Regions from separate parts of the Rattus norvegicus genome. Here region 2 is linked to region 1. A link is a contact called in public Hi-C data. All regions are on one chromosome and are shown on one strand. The core of a region is the stretch at or near the end of the contact, and the rest is flanking DNA. Distances in the headings are between cores, read along the strand shown. Region 1 holds the start of Lysmd1 (LysM domain containing 1). Region 2 holds the start of Prune1 (prune exopolyphosphatase 1).

The links. A called contact is a pair of places that touch in the nucleus more often than the background predicts.
Region 2: a contact with region 1 is called in a Hi-C map of liver, with 2.8 times the contacts expected there. The contact joins the promoter of Prune1 here to the promoter of Lysmd1 in region 1. A contact is called at or near these places in 5 of 12 Hi-C or Micro-C datasets (the A7r5 cell line, the Rat2 cell line, hepatocytes and 2 more) and 1 of 1 datasets of contacts at active chromatin or transcription factors (oligodendrocytes).

What each region holds. Positions count from the first base shown.
Region 1 is chr2:185,390,252-185,397,401 of GRCr8, forward strand. It overlaps Lysmd1 (LysM domain containing 1), which reads left to right and starts at 3,894. Exons shown (of 3, transcript NM_001024302.2): 1 at 3,894-4,551. The coding sequence starts at 4,372. It overlaps Scnm1 (sodium channel modifier 1), which reads right to left and starts at 3,571. Exons shown (of 7, transcript NM_001107696.1): 1 at 3,410-3,571; 2 at 3,121-3,191; 3 at 2,770-2,858; 4 at 2,579-2,673; 5 at 2,386-2,474; 6 at 253-447. The coding sequence starts at 3,460.
Region 2 is chr2:185,544,796-185,551,945 of GRCr8, forward strand. It overlaps Prune1 (prune exopolyphosphatase 1), which reads right to left and starts at 3,607. Exons shown (of 8, transcript NM_001007697.1): 1 at 3,313-3,607. The coding sequence starts at 3,351. It also overlaps a transcript of Mindy1 not described here.

The DNA.
Region 1 (7,150 bases), core at 2,644-5,143:
ACTGGTCAGGGAAGAGGTTCATGAAAAAGCTTCACGGAACAGAGTTCCATCCCAGGAACCTACAGGGTAGAAAGACCCGACCCCTGCAATTTGCACTCGGACTTACATAAGTGTGCCCCTACATAAATAAATAAACAAATACAATTTTTTAAAAAGTTACTGGTGATAAGAAAAAAGCCGTTGGATTGGTCTGAAAACAGGCAGGTCAGAGGGAAAAACAGGGAAACCAGAGGAATGTGATCCAGCACTCACCTTCGGAGGGTAAGGTAGTGGTTCAAGACTCGACGTTTTGTGGGACTCATGGGTGCAGAGGTGGAAAGAGCTGGTGACTTTTTGGCGTCTGATCTCTGCCTAGGCTCAGGCTCCTTACTGATCTTTGCACTCTGGAGTTCGGCCTCTGGAGTTGGCACAGAGGAACTGGAGACAGAGGGAGCAGGGGCTTCTGGTCTGGGCCGAAAAGAACCAAAGCCTGTAAAACCGAGTGAAGGAGAGCAGCAGCTTCCCCATGCTCCTCAGGCCAGAAGAGCAGTGCTTGAAATGATTTCCTTACGACTTTTGTTTATTTGCTTGATATTTGAGACAGTGTTTTTCTGTGATGCCCTGGCTGATCTGGAACTCACTATGTAGGCCAAGCTGGCCTCAAACTCAGAGATCCACCTGCCTCTGCCTTCCAAGTGCTGGGATTACCACCCAAGTGTATCACCACTGGCTGGCTCCAGTTCCTTAAGATCTTAAATATTCTACATATGTAAGACCTTGAAATTAGGAACTTGAGAAAAGCTGGGGCCAGAGAGATGGCTCAATGGTTAAGAGCACTGGCTATTGTTCTTCCAGAGGACCTGGGTTCAATTCCCAGCACCCACATGGCAACACACAAGTATCTTAAACTTCACCTTTGACATCCTCTCACAGACATACATACAGTAAAAACACCAATGCACATAAAATAAAAAATAAAAGGGAAAAAAGGAATTTAAGGAAAAACTAGCTTAATAGTTTGTAATGACTATTCCTGGTTGTCAAGTTGAGAATGTCCGGAATGAACTACAATCCAGAATTGGAGGGCACATCTGTGATCCAGATCTTGAGGTTGGAAGACACAAGTATCTGATCTGGATATTGGCATGGAGATCTTGAGCCACAGTGGCCATGAAAAGCTTAGGCCCAGGCAAGGTAGTACAGGCATTTAATCCCAGGAGACGGGCCAGGAGACCTCTGAGTTCAAGGTCAGCCTGGAACAAAGCAAGTCCCAGATCCAGGAGTGGTGGTCCACACCGTCATCTGAGCCACACCTTCTGTCGGAGGTCTACATAAGGACGTTGGAAGTAGGAAGACTCACTCTTCTTCACCTGCTTGCACTGACTTGCCAGCACATCTGTTGGAATCTACGTCCACAGCAGACCAGCTGAAACAACTAGCCTCATGGGACTGAGCAACTCCTAGGGTCTTGGACTTCCCATCCACAGCTACCCTTTTTTGGGATAGTTGGAATGTAGACTGTAAGTCACCACAATAAATTCCCTCACTATAGAGAGACATTCTATACATTCTGTGACTTTAGAGAACCTGACAAATACAGTTCTAAGTTTTTGTATTAAGACTTTCCAAAGCTAGGCATGGAACTGCTCACCTTCAATCCCAACATTTGAGGAGCAGAGACAGGCAGATCTCTGAATTTAGGCCAGCCTGGTCTAAATAGCAGGGTTCCAGGATAGCCAGGGCAACAAAGAGAGACCCTGTCTCAGTAACAAAGGAACAAAAAAGTGTACTACCATCCACCATTCCCTGCTAATGTTACTAGTTTTTTTTTTTTTTAAAGATTTATTTATTTATTATATATAAGTCTACTGTAGCTGTCTTTAGACACACCAGAAGGGGACATGAGATCTCATTACAGATGGTTGTGAGCCACCATGTGGTTGCTGGAATTTGAACTCAGGACCTCTGGAAGAGCAGTCAGTGTTCTTAACCACTAAGCCATCTCTCCAGCCCCCTCTTTTTATAAAAATGTATTTATTTATGCATTTTTAAATATGAGTGCTTTGTCTGTATGTACATCCTCACACCAGAAGAGGGCATCGGATCCCTTTATGGATGGTTGTGAGCCACTGTGTGGTTGCTGAGAATTGAACTCAGGACCTCTGAAGAGCCCCTTATGTTCCTAAACACTGAGTTCTCTCACCAACCCTTAATGTTACTATTTTTAAGTAGGATTATGCTACAATATTCCATTTCCTAAAGTTTTATTTTAAAATCATTAACTGTCATTAAAAAAAAATTTCCACAAGATTAGTATTTCTCAGAAGACAGTTTGCAGAGTAATAACTTTAAAGTCATCTATTTGCTTCTACCCTTTTCCACTCCTGGCTTTCTCATTCCACTGACCTGTGCTTCCTCCGGCAGCAGCTGTTATAGTGGGGAGCTCTGTGTAGAGCATTCTGGGTGATTATTCGAGTCTGGGTTAGCAAAGGAGCCTGACAATGAGAGAAGAGAGTGAGTCAAAGCTGTCAGAAGCAAATGGCCCCTCATGCCTGTTGCGTGCAGTATAGCCCCGTCTAAACAACACTGATGCCCTCACCTCAGTTTTGCTTTCTGTCTTCAGTTCGTTCTGCGGTCGTGGATTTTGCTCTGTTCCCTTGCCTGACTGCTTTTTTCCATAGAAAAGCTTCAGACCTAGGAAGAAGAAAAGCAAGGGAGAATGAAAAGATTTTGCCAAAATGTCAAGAGTTCATTCTCTATCTCCCGCCCTCCCTACTTCTCTTAACTTACTGGATAGATGCTTCTTGCCTGCACGGTGAGCTGTCAGCATGGCCAGGGTGTCCAGTACTGGTCGATGGGGGCAGATGGCACAAGCAAAGCTAGGGAAACAAGAAAAGTGAATTATAAGTGTGTGTGCGTGTGCGCGTGTGTTTTGTGTTCCAGCCTGCAGTCGCGGTGTACTTGCTATGGTGAGTAGATCCTACTTCTGTCATAGCACTCCTCCAACTCCCAGGTTTCCCAATCTCCACCCCTTCACTTCCAGCCAAAGAATACTATTATACTCCTGAACTCCTTAGTAACAAAAGTTTGTTGAGCCTCTGATCCCCGAATCCCCAGGCTTGATCCACTCTTCGCTCTCACCGTCCATCCCGCAGCATCAGCGCCTCATCCTCGGGGATGTAACTAGCTAGCAAGTCTCCAACTCTTCGTTTCTGCAGGAAGCAGGATAGAAGAAATGAATGAGAGGAACGGATGGATATTAAATAATACAGAGGAGTCAAATGGCACGGGGCCATGCAGATCATAGGGTAGAAAATGGGGTCACCTCTCAGTTCTGGTCCCCTAACACCCTCCCCTAGATGTCGCCAAAGCAACAAACCAAAGCAACAGGGCGGCTGAAGGTGATCAGGTGACTCTCACTAGGGCTTACTTTGAGCACATTGAGCTGACTCCAGTCGTCCCCTTCCCTCTTAAAAGACATCGCGACTATGAGAATATGATAAATTCTACGCCTACTTCGCTGCTCCTTTAGGCCACCGTAGGAAGAGTACACTATCGCCTTCTCTGCTTCCGGTTTCTTTCTGAGTCTGTACTTCCGGGGATGCTTTTCCACGCATGCATCGCGCAAGCCGGAAGACCCGCCTCCAGCGCCCTGAGGGGATCTGTATTTCCTATGATACTGCCTGGACGCTGTGCCTTTTGGGAAATGAAGTCTTTTGGTTATCTATTTTATTTTTTAATTTTTTTGGAGAGAACACCGCTCACCTGGACACAGGTCCTCGCATCTCGAAGGATCCAGGTGTTTGGAGACCCAAGATCCTGTACGTGGAGCCGGAATTTCAGGGTGGGACCCTCCTGAGGTGGAGGGAGGCTTCGGGGGATCTCAGTGGACTCTATATTGCAAACTTGTAGTCCTCAGGCTCGTCCTCCTCAGCCACAACCTACCTGGGGTGGGTTTTATTTGGAACAGAGAGGATGTGGGGGCTCCCGGCGTCCTGACTGTTGGATGTAGGGACACACTGAGGGAAGAGTGTTAATGAGGGTGTCTAGGGTTCAAAGGTCAGAGATCAGGCTTGCGAGGAGTTGGGGAGGGGGCGTCGAAAGTCCACGGGGTCAGCGACTGACAACTCAGGGAAGATATTTATGGGTAAGGGGCTTGAGGAAGAAGAAATGTAACCGGCCTGGAAGACTTCTTAAGATACGAACTGTAATTCCGAGCTCCGTAAGAAGCATCGAGAGGAGGAGGACGAATGTAGTCTCTCGAGAGTCGGGAGACTGAAGAGAAAAGAGAAAAAGAATTTTCTGAATATCCATTCTCTGGGTTCAGCCGTCACTGTTGGTCACTTAGCTGGGCTTTCCTCAGTTGTGACCCTAGATCTTGGAAGTGAGGAGATGGCTTCGCCCTCTAGACAGCCTCCCCTCGGAGGGTCAGGGCTGCTACGTGGGAGCCGTGCTCGTTCTTATGGAAGCCTGGTACAATCATCCTGCTCCCCAGTGAGGGAAAGACGCCTGGAGCATCAATTGGAGCCTGGAGACACCCTGGCTGGATTAGCACTCAAATACGGGGTGACGGTGAGTCTTCCAGGATTGAGGTAGTCCCCAGGAGAAAGTGGGTGGCCCGCTAAGCAACCACCTCTGACATTACCCAAATTATATTATGGCCTGTTTTTTTCTTATTTTGCTTTCACATCTTTGTGTAGTACTATTGGGCCAGATCTGCCCAGCTATCCCAGTGGGAGGAGCAGCTCCCGTGAAGGTGGGTGAGTGGGGGCGGGGCTTTCAGCCATTAACCAGACCTTGTGCCCCTATCAACTTAAGACTGATAAACCAGTTTGATCAAGGTCAAATCACTTGAGTGTCAGAAGAAAGGTCTGTCTGACTCTAAAGCCCATGCTATTAGCCAAGCAGGGGGAAAAATAATGAGAGTGACTAAATCTAAATTTACAGAAGTAAAGAAGAGCTGACTTTTAGTAGAGCTCCTAAGGCGCCTTCTGTAGTTCTTATTTCCACACCAGGGCTCTGCTCTCTTTATGTAGAGAAACAAAACAAGTGCCTTCTACATATCTCAAGTATTTCAGGTCAGACCTAGGAGAGGTTTGATGGACATACAAATATCTTCCGTTAAAGTTGCAGCCTTCCTGTCTATATCCTGTTTTACCACATACAAACAAATGTTGGACTTAGACAAATTCCCATGCTGCTCTACTTAAAGCAAAGCACACCTGTTGGTTGATGTGCTCGTGTAATTTAAATTCTCATGAGGAGCAGAGAAGAAACACTGCTGTAAAGAACATTCACAAGGGGCGGGAGATCCAAAACTATTGGTTTTTGCTTGGAAGTGGGAGTGGAGATTATCTGTGGTTTTTTAGGGGGAGAAGGGTGCAGTTTCTAGTCAGTAATTCACTGTGTAGCCCAAGCTGGCCTAGAACTTCTGGTGTTCTTGCATCATGACTCTGAGATTAGGAATGTGACAACCACACTCTGGGGTCCAGGTTTTAGGACTGCCATCACCATGGGCCTTGAAGACCTAGAAACTTTCCTTCTGTGCTCCATACAAATCTATTTAACCCAGTTGTTTGTATCCTTGTCTTCCAGAAGTCTACAAGCTCTTTAAGAGCTGAAATAGTTTCAACTTTATGCCTCTAAACCCTGGGCATAGTCTCAGTCACGGGGGAGTTTAAAAGATGACTGAACGCTGTCAGGACATGGAAGTCCGACCCTTTAATCCCAGCACTCTCGAGGTAGAGATGGGATCTCTGAGTTCAAGGCCAGCCTGGTCTACAGAGTGCATTTCAGCACAGCCAGGGCTACACAGAGAAACCCTGTCTTCCAAAAACAGTCTGAAAGCCAGGCTCTGATGTTAGCCCTTAAGACACTGAGTCAAAGGGATGCAGAATTCCAGGCCAGCTCCACCTATAACAAGACCTAGAGAACATGAGTCGAAAGTGTAGTTCAGTGGTAGAATGCAGAAGAGAGACAAGGCTAGACACTTCCTGTGGGGGCTAAATAGACACAGTATTTGAATCCTCGCTTGGATTTAGTGAGGAGCCGTCGGAGGTTGCTAAGCCAGCTAGAGGGTTAATAGAGTCCTTTCCCTAGACAGCAAGAGAAAGATGTGTGGCCATGAAAGAGGAAGGACAGGTACCTGTGGCATTGGTGGGCACAAGTATGAGAGAACAGACGTGAGGTGTTTGTTTACTCATCCTTGGAGGTCTGTGAGGGTCCAGCCTAGGACTGCACACTAGGCAAGCGCTGTACCATGGAGCTACTCCGGAACCACCAAGATTTATGCATTTATTTTATTATTAGCTAAGGTCACACTCAGAGAACTGCCTGTCTGTCTCTGCTTTCCAAGTGCTGGAGTAGAGATGTGCACTATTAGCTGGAGTGGTAGCACATGCCTTTAATCCCAGCACTGGGTTCGGGGTGAGGGGGTCAGGGAAGGCAGAGGCAGGAGGACCTCTGAATTTGAGGCCATCCTGGTTTACAGAGTGAGTTCAAAGACATCCAGAGCTACATAGAGAAACCCTGTCTCAAACAAACAAACAAACAAACAAAAAAAGCACTACCATACTATTTGGCTTAGCTATTTTAAAATTTTATTTAGGACTGGAGAGATGGCTCAGTGGTTAAGAACACTGACTGTTCTTCCAAAGGTCCTGAGTTCAAATCCCAGCAACCACATGGTGGCTCACAACCATCTGTAATGAGATCTGATGCCCTCTTCTGGTGTGTCTGAAGACAGCTACAGTGTACTCATATAAAATAAATAAATAAATAAATCTTTAAAAAAAATTTTTTTTATTTAACATTTACCTTTAGCGGTTTGTTTGCGTGTGTGTCCATGTGCCACGAGGGTGCCTGGTGCCCATAGAGGTCAAAAGACCACCTGGAACTGGAGTTTCAGACTGTCACTGTCTTCAGTCACACTAGAAGAAGGCATCAGATCTCCATTACAGATGGTTGTGAGCCACCATGTGGTTGCTGGGATTTGAACTCAGGACCTCTGGAAGAGCAGTCAGTGCTCTTAACCACTGAGCCGTTTCTTCAGCCCCCACCTCCATAATTTCTAGAAATGTGAAAGTGTCCTGAGACTAAAGTATGAAGATTATAAAACAAGACTATTGTCAACTCTATATTTTACCGAGTTTTTATGGGGTCAAGTAAAATT
Region 2 (7,150 bases), core at 2,357-4,856, 150 kb after region 1:
TGCCAAACTTGATGTATGGTAAGTGCCCTGTCATCTGTGGGAATGGGTGTGTGTGGAGGGTAAACAAGGAACGAAGATCCCTGCTTCTCGGCGAGTTTTCAGGTCCCAGAGCTTCTCACTAAACACTGCAGACAGCACTTAGAATAGCACTCTACATTAGAGGTAGGAGACACAGTAGCATTTGCTGCTCTTCCTGAGGCCAGAAATTCTGTTCCCAGGACCCAAGTCAGGTGGCTCAACTGCCTGTATATCAAAATCCAGGCATCCTCTTTCGGTTTCCTCAGATACATGCATGTGTGGACATACACATACACATACACATACACATACACATACACTCAGGCAGTCAGTCAGTCAGACAGTCAGACAGACACGGGCACCATGTGGTTTCTGGGAATTGAACTCAGGACCTCTGGAAGAGCAGCCAGTTAGTTCTCTTAGTCAATGAGCCACCTCTCCAGCCTTCACATTTTTTTTTCTTTAAGACTTATTTTTGAAGGTTTTGGGAAAATTTTTTTTTAATTTTTAAATTATTTGTTTATGAATGTGTGACTGCAGGTGCCTTCAGAGATTGGAGACCCCCACATTCCCCTGGAGCTGAAATTATGGGAGGTTGTGAGCAATCCAGTATAGGTGCTTGAAATAGAATTTGGTCCTTTGCAAGAACAGTAAAGCCCTTTTAAGGGATGAGCCATCTTTTTAGCCCCTAAGTAATTGTGTGTGTGTGTGTGTGTGTGTGTGTGTGTGTGTGTGTGTGAAGATGAAAAACCCATTTTTTAAAAAAAATTTATTTATTATGTATATACCACCAATCTGCCTGCATATATGTCTGCACACCAAAAGAGGGCATCAGATCCCATTATAGATGGTTGTGAGCCACTGTGTGGTTGCTGGGAATTGGACTCAGGACCTCTGGAAGAGCAGAAAGAATGGGAGAAGCGGACAGGATGAGATGGTTCAGCAGAAACATGCATTTGTTACCTCACCCTGAATTCAAATTGAGAATATTCGTTCAGCCACACAGCTGAATCTACAGCAGACTTAGGTGACTTTCAGGGTCTGTTAAGGAACAATTTATTATGTAGAGGATTTGTTCTATTTTTGTTGTTGTCTTTGAGGGTGTGTGTGTGTGTGTGTGTGTGTGTGTGTGTGTGTGTGTGTATGTGTTTTGTTGTTATTGTTTTTTTTTTCCAAGCTCAAACAAAATAACGGAAATTTGATTGCTGGGAAGACGTGCTTGGTGGAAGAGAGCGGGGTGAAAGTCTCCTCTGACCTCCACATGTTCTACTGCATGGATGTGGTTCCCAACACTCCACTAAATAAATAAATAAATAAATAAATAAATAAATAAATAAATAAATGTTCAACAATTTGTTCAGAGTCACAGAAATGTCTCAGAGCTTAGTATTTCATACTGATCTTACAAAGGACTTACTTAGCACCCACATCTGGTGACCCACAACCACCTGCAACTCCAGTTCCAGAGAATCCAGTGTCCTCTTCTACAGTCCACGGGCACCGAGCTTAAATGTACAAATACCTACACACACATAAAACAATAGCAAAAAACATTTTCAAGGGCTTTTAATCCCAGCACTTGGAAGGCAGAGGCAGGTAGATCTCTGAGTTGAGACTGGTCTGATCTACATAGTTCCAAGCCAGCCATGGCTACTACATAGTGAGACCCGGTCTCATAGAAATAAAGTAAAATAATAAAAAAGATAGCCAAGCTGGGCATCGCTGGAGAATCCTATAATCATAACACCTAGAAAGCAGAAACAGAAGGACTAGAAGTTCAAGCTCAACCTCAGCTACATTGGGACATCAAGACCAGCCTGGGCTATATAAGACCATCTCGAAAACAAACACACTATAAAGTAAACTATGTAGACCTTAGGCAAAGTGTGATGCCACACAATTCTCAACTAGCATCTGGTGGGTGGAGACAGGAGAAGCCCACAAGAAAAGTAGTAACCAATGAGAACTGGTTCAAACTGCTCTATGTACAACCGCCACCCCAGCATGGTGGTTCTTTTTCCTCAGGGGGGGTATGAAGAGAGGGTCTCACCATGGCACCCAGGCCTGTCCCAACCTAGTAGGTAGCCCAGGCTGCACTTTAGCTAATAACCCTTTTGCCTCAACCTACCCAGGGCTAAGATTACAGATTTGCAGCACCATGCCTGGCCAGATATTTTTCAAAGGGAAAATTTTAGTGTAGCTGGCATCAAGTTGAACCTCACCCTAAATTCAAATTGAGAATATCCGTTTGTCCAAGAAGCTGAATCTACAGCAGACTGACGTGACTTTCAGGGTCTGTTAAAGAACAGAGTCTATTGCCCAGAGGACTGGTTTGTTCTATTTTTGTTGTTGTTTTTAAGGGATTTTTGGTTTTGATTTTTGTCTTCCAGCCCAGAGCTGGCCTGAACTGGTAAATCCTCAGCCTCCTCCCAAGTGTTGGGACTAGAAGCATGTGGCTACAACACCGAGCTAAGTTATTTTAAAGGAAGATATCTGTCTACGTTTCTTCAGGGGCAGAGAAACTCACAGTAGGGGCCAAGTGACTTGGAGCCTCTAATGGGGATAGCGACCTAATGCTGCGCAGCCTGTCAACACAGCTGGGTGAGTCCAGCGGGCTCAGGAAACACCAAAAATAAGCTACAAAGAATTCAGGGCCGTGCTTATGGTTTAGATTCCAAACACACTTTGTGTTTATCTCTTACCAAGAAGGGGGTATTTTTACGTGTGTGTGTGTGTGTGTGTGTGTGTGTATGTGTGTGTGTGTGTACACGCGCGTGCATTAAGACTAAAGGAGAACGCTGGAAGCAAAGGAATGTAAGTTGTGGGTCAACATATATCCTGATGCATTATTCTGTATGTCTAGCATAAAACCAGAGGTTTAAAGTAAAACACCACGACCGCCTCTACCTAGAAAAAAAAAGGCAAGTCGCCATTCAGAGGCAGTAAAGCCGTGCACAGGTGCCCTCCGCTCCCAGAGGTTTACCTGGAGGCCAGAGGGCTGAAGTCGGGCTTGCGGGAGGGAAACTGAGGGGCGGGGAGAGAAGGACAGACACACCTCGCCGGGCGCGGCTGTCGGCTGTCGCACAGGTCCCGCTTAAGGACCCGACTCAAGCGAACGAAGATTCCTTTCTCCAGGCTCTCCCGCCCATGGGCGAAGGGTTTGGTCCTCCAGCTCTCCCGCGTTCACCTCTGTGATCCCTCCACACCGACTGTCCGGGCTCCCCAGATCCCACACCTTCGTCCTTCCCCGACCCCACGCTGCATTCCTTTCGGTCACGGACTGAGACCCGTTACCTGCAAAGCGGCTCGACAGTCCTGCAAGTAGTCCTCCATGGTGAAGCCGGAGGTGTGCCGTAGCCCCTCAGCGAGGAGAGGTAACTCGGCCGAATGTACCCCGCCCCAGACTCAGGGTCTAGAGCCGAGAGTCAAGGGGCGGGACTCGAACCCGCCACTAAAGGGTTCTGCCTCCGAACCCAGGAGGAAGTGCGTAATCCGGCACTCCGGGAGTCCGGCGTTACCCCTCCCCCAGCGGCGGAGGCTGGGTTCTGAGCCCAAAGGCTCATGGGAGGTCAAGGAGGAGCATATCGCGGTGCCTCCTGGGAAATGTAGTCCAAAAGATCGTGGCTTTTCACCACCACCACCACCAAGTTTGCAGTTTTCTGAGTGCTATGACATACAAATTGTGTATGTGTCACAATAACTCGCCTTTATGGCATCTGAATTTGCAGATAGGACAAAGTATAGTATCTTTTCATATATCACACCGAACATCTGTTTGAGATTAATGTAAATTAATCTCTTAATTTTTTTTTAATACAAATTCTTGTTATGTAGCCCAAGTTAGTCTGGAATTGTAATCTTTCTGCTCAGTTTTCTGAATACTGGATTCACAGGCCTCGCTTGGTTGGGACTTCAAATTACAACATCGCTGTATATATTATTTAATAAAACAGCTTCCCTTGTTAGGTGTTTTCTTTGCTTGTTTTTCTTTTCTTTTTTTTAATTCTCCCTTTTACCAAACTGACATATCGTGATCAGTGTGTTTGTTCACGCTAGGAAAAGATTACCATAATCTTTGACTTGTCTTCTTAAAACCTACAGTCGTGCCAACTCTTCCTGCTTCTTCATAGCCTTTCTCCTCCTACAGCCTGAGCAAATATCTCCTCATACGGTTCTTGGAGTGTTGCAACCGTGACTTTGCTTCCTGGGTCTCTGTTGCAACTGTTCTCTCAGCTTTCGGAGTTGATTGAAGCCTTATCCTTTGGCCGTCACATCAATAGAGTTTAAAGAAGCCTTCAGAACGTAAGGCTAGATTCCAACATCCCTTAACTGCCACTTGTATATCCCAGGGCAGACTACCGAGGGAAAAAAATGTCCCTTCATCATAACATGTTCCCTCATCTTTTAATCTATCCGCAGATTTTCCTGCTTCTCAGGCAAGTGAGAAGAGGCAGAAGAGCGTCTTCCTCACCCTCGACCAGGTACACAGTTAAACTAATTTCATTCCTAGCCTTTAAAAAACATATAGGGAGGAAGGGAAGCCTTGGAAAGGTGCTCAGGGGGCTCCAGAAAAATAGGAGTGGGAATTTTCTTTGCTATTAAACGAGTAAATATTGCAAACACAACGCTCTTCCGCCCTGCTTCCTTAGCTCCAGAGTAGAGGCTGCGGCCGGCCGGCATCCAGGGAGGTCTAATCAGCTGCTGCTGTCCCGCCCTGCTCCTCCGGGCTCTGCCAGGCCGCCTGCTTTTCCCGGTTCTCACCGGAGAGGCACACGCGCTCCGTCCCTTCCAGCGGCAGGCGGAGGGAAGAGAAAGGGTCTGTTGTTTTTCTCTCTTCCTTTCTGCGGCTCACCGGGCTGCTGACCCACTCCGACAGCCCTGATGGAAATCCTCGGTGGCTGAGCAGGCCCCTCCTCCTCCAGGGACTGCGTCCTTGGCTAATTTGTCTTTGTCCGGACCTGGGGGAAAGAGGGAGAGAGAGAAGAAAAAGAAAACCCACAAACTTCCTTTGAAAGCCAGTTTGTAGGCAGGGCCTGGAGCGCACGCCGGAGGCTCGCTCACTTGGGAATCTTAAAGACTCTGAAAGCCGTGGGGGATCGCCTAGGCTGAGCTCTGCTTGTCCTCGCCCCCAACCCTGCTCTGACACCCCGGGTGTTGAGTGTGAGTCCGGAAGTGGCCGCGACCCAGGCTGGACGCCGCGAGAGTAAACCCGTGTCAAGCCGTGTAAGCTCCGGGGCTGACAGCTGGGAGGCAGCTGGCGCAGTCGGAGCCCCCCAACGATGTCCCCTCCTCCCGCGTCGAACCGCCAGAGTTGAGTCCTCTCCTAGTGCCGGAACCTCATCCATCTCTTTGAGGTAAAAACTTTGTTTTCAAACTATCCTCTCCACCTCGTCTCGCAGCTCTCCCCACCCTCTCTGGGGAAAGTTGACACCTGATGTCCCATCTGTGCTCTCTAAGCCTGGGTCGCTTACAGGATCCCAGGCACCCGGAGCAGTAAGAGATGGAGCAGTGAAAAAGATGCGTTCTCTTCATTTCCCCATTATAAACAAACCCAAACCGTCTCCTAGAGAGCAAGAATTGCAGGGTTTGCCTTAGTCTAGAAGAATCTCAAAGCATGTTGGCATGAAGAATTGCATTCAGCCGAGAAGATTGGGTAATACCAATAAAGGACTTGAGGGGAGAAGGGTCCTGAGGGCGTGTGATGTCTTTAAGTGCATACCTCTTTAATACGCTTTCCCCAGTGTGTAAATAGTAGCTGCTGCTGACTAGGAAAGGACCAGAGTGATTTGACTCCCTCACCGGTCACCATAGGTAATTCCAGGAAGAAAGAAGTGTAGGATTTTGACGGAAGAAAAAGAGGGACAGGGCTGAACACCCCACCCCCACCCCGCGTTTGTTTGAGTACTCCCCCCCCCACATGCTTTCCTTCTCTGAAATAGGCAGTGCCCTTCCCACCAGGAGTGGGCCTTGCAAGGTGAAGTCCTATGTTGCTCTTCCTACCCCACCGCTGTCCCTTTCACTGAGACCCCACTCCCCAGCCCCGCCCGTGGTTTCTGGTCGCTCCTTTCTTTGGCCAGCTAGCTTTCCCAACCCCCACTTAATTATTGATTATTTCTAGCCTGGGGTAGAAAATAAGCCGCGCTTGTCTTTAGGCCTTTTAATATTTTCCAGGCATGGCCTCTGCTTCAAGGTTCACTCTAAGTGCCATGGAGGGGCAAGAGATGTGGAGGGGGCGGAGAGTGGAAGGCCACTTCCAAGTAATTTTTGCTACTCTAACTCTAAATTAACAAAATATAAATCACCTGCAGCTAGCACAAATTATATTTGAGTAAGGAGAATGATCAATTTACTATATTTATATTATTTCAGTAACTCCAATGTTTCGCTTGGAGCCCAGGCAGACCTTGAACTCAAGGTCCTCCTGCCTCAAGTCCCCTGAGTAATAGGGATTGGAAGGCCTGAAACACCACACCCAGCTGATACTCCTGAAGGCTTTGTCAGAAGTCCCAAGTCTTGACAGTTTGCAAGAAGAAAGCAGGCAATCAGATCTGCCTGTCTCTGCCCACAGGTGCTGGAATTAAAGGTGTGTGCCACTGTGCCCTGTGGTACCAGTCTGAGAGAAAAAGATTCTAATTGATTTTAATTTCTCCTGGCTTTATTTCTGTAATGGTGCTGGAGATCAAACCCAGGGCCTTGCATGTGTTAAGCACATGTCCTGCTAGGTTATACCCCAGAATGGGTGTATGTTCTGTTAGTGAGCAGGGAGGGGAGGAAGGAGGAGCAAGGGAGATTTCCAGAGGCATCTGCAGTCCTATCTGGACCTCCTTAGTAGCTAACAGGAACCGCCTTTGTCACTATACACACCTGGTGGAGGTACGCTTACACACTTAGGAGTGCTTGCCTCTGTGTGTGTGTCGTGTGTGCTTGTCCCCCATGGAAGCCGGAAGAGGACAGCAGCTTCCCTGGGAATTGAACCGTGATCCTCTGGAAGAGTACTGCGTGACTCAACCGGGGAGCCACCTCTCCTGGGGTACTTTAATGTAAATCAGTGAGCAGCAGTTTCCCACTCCATATAAACATTGAACAGGAGACAATCTCTGGGCACAAGCACTGCAGGAAACAAATAGGATGT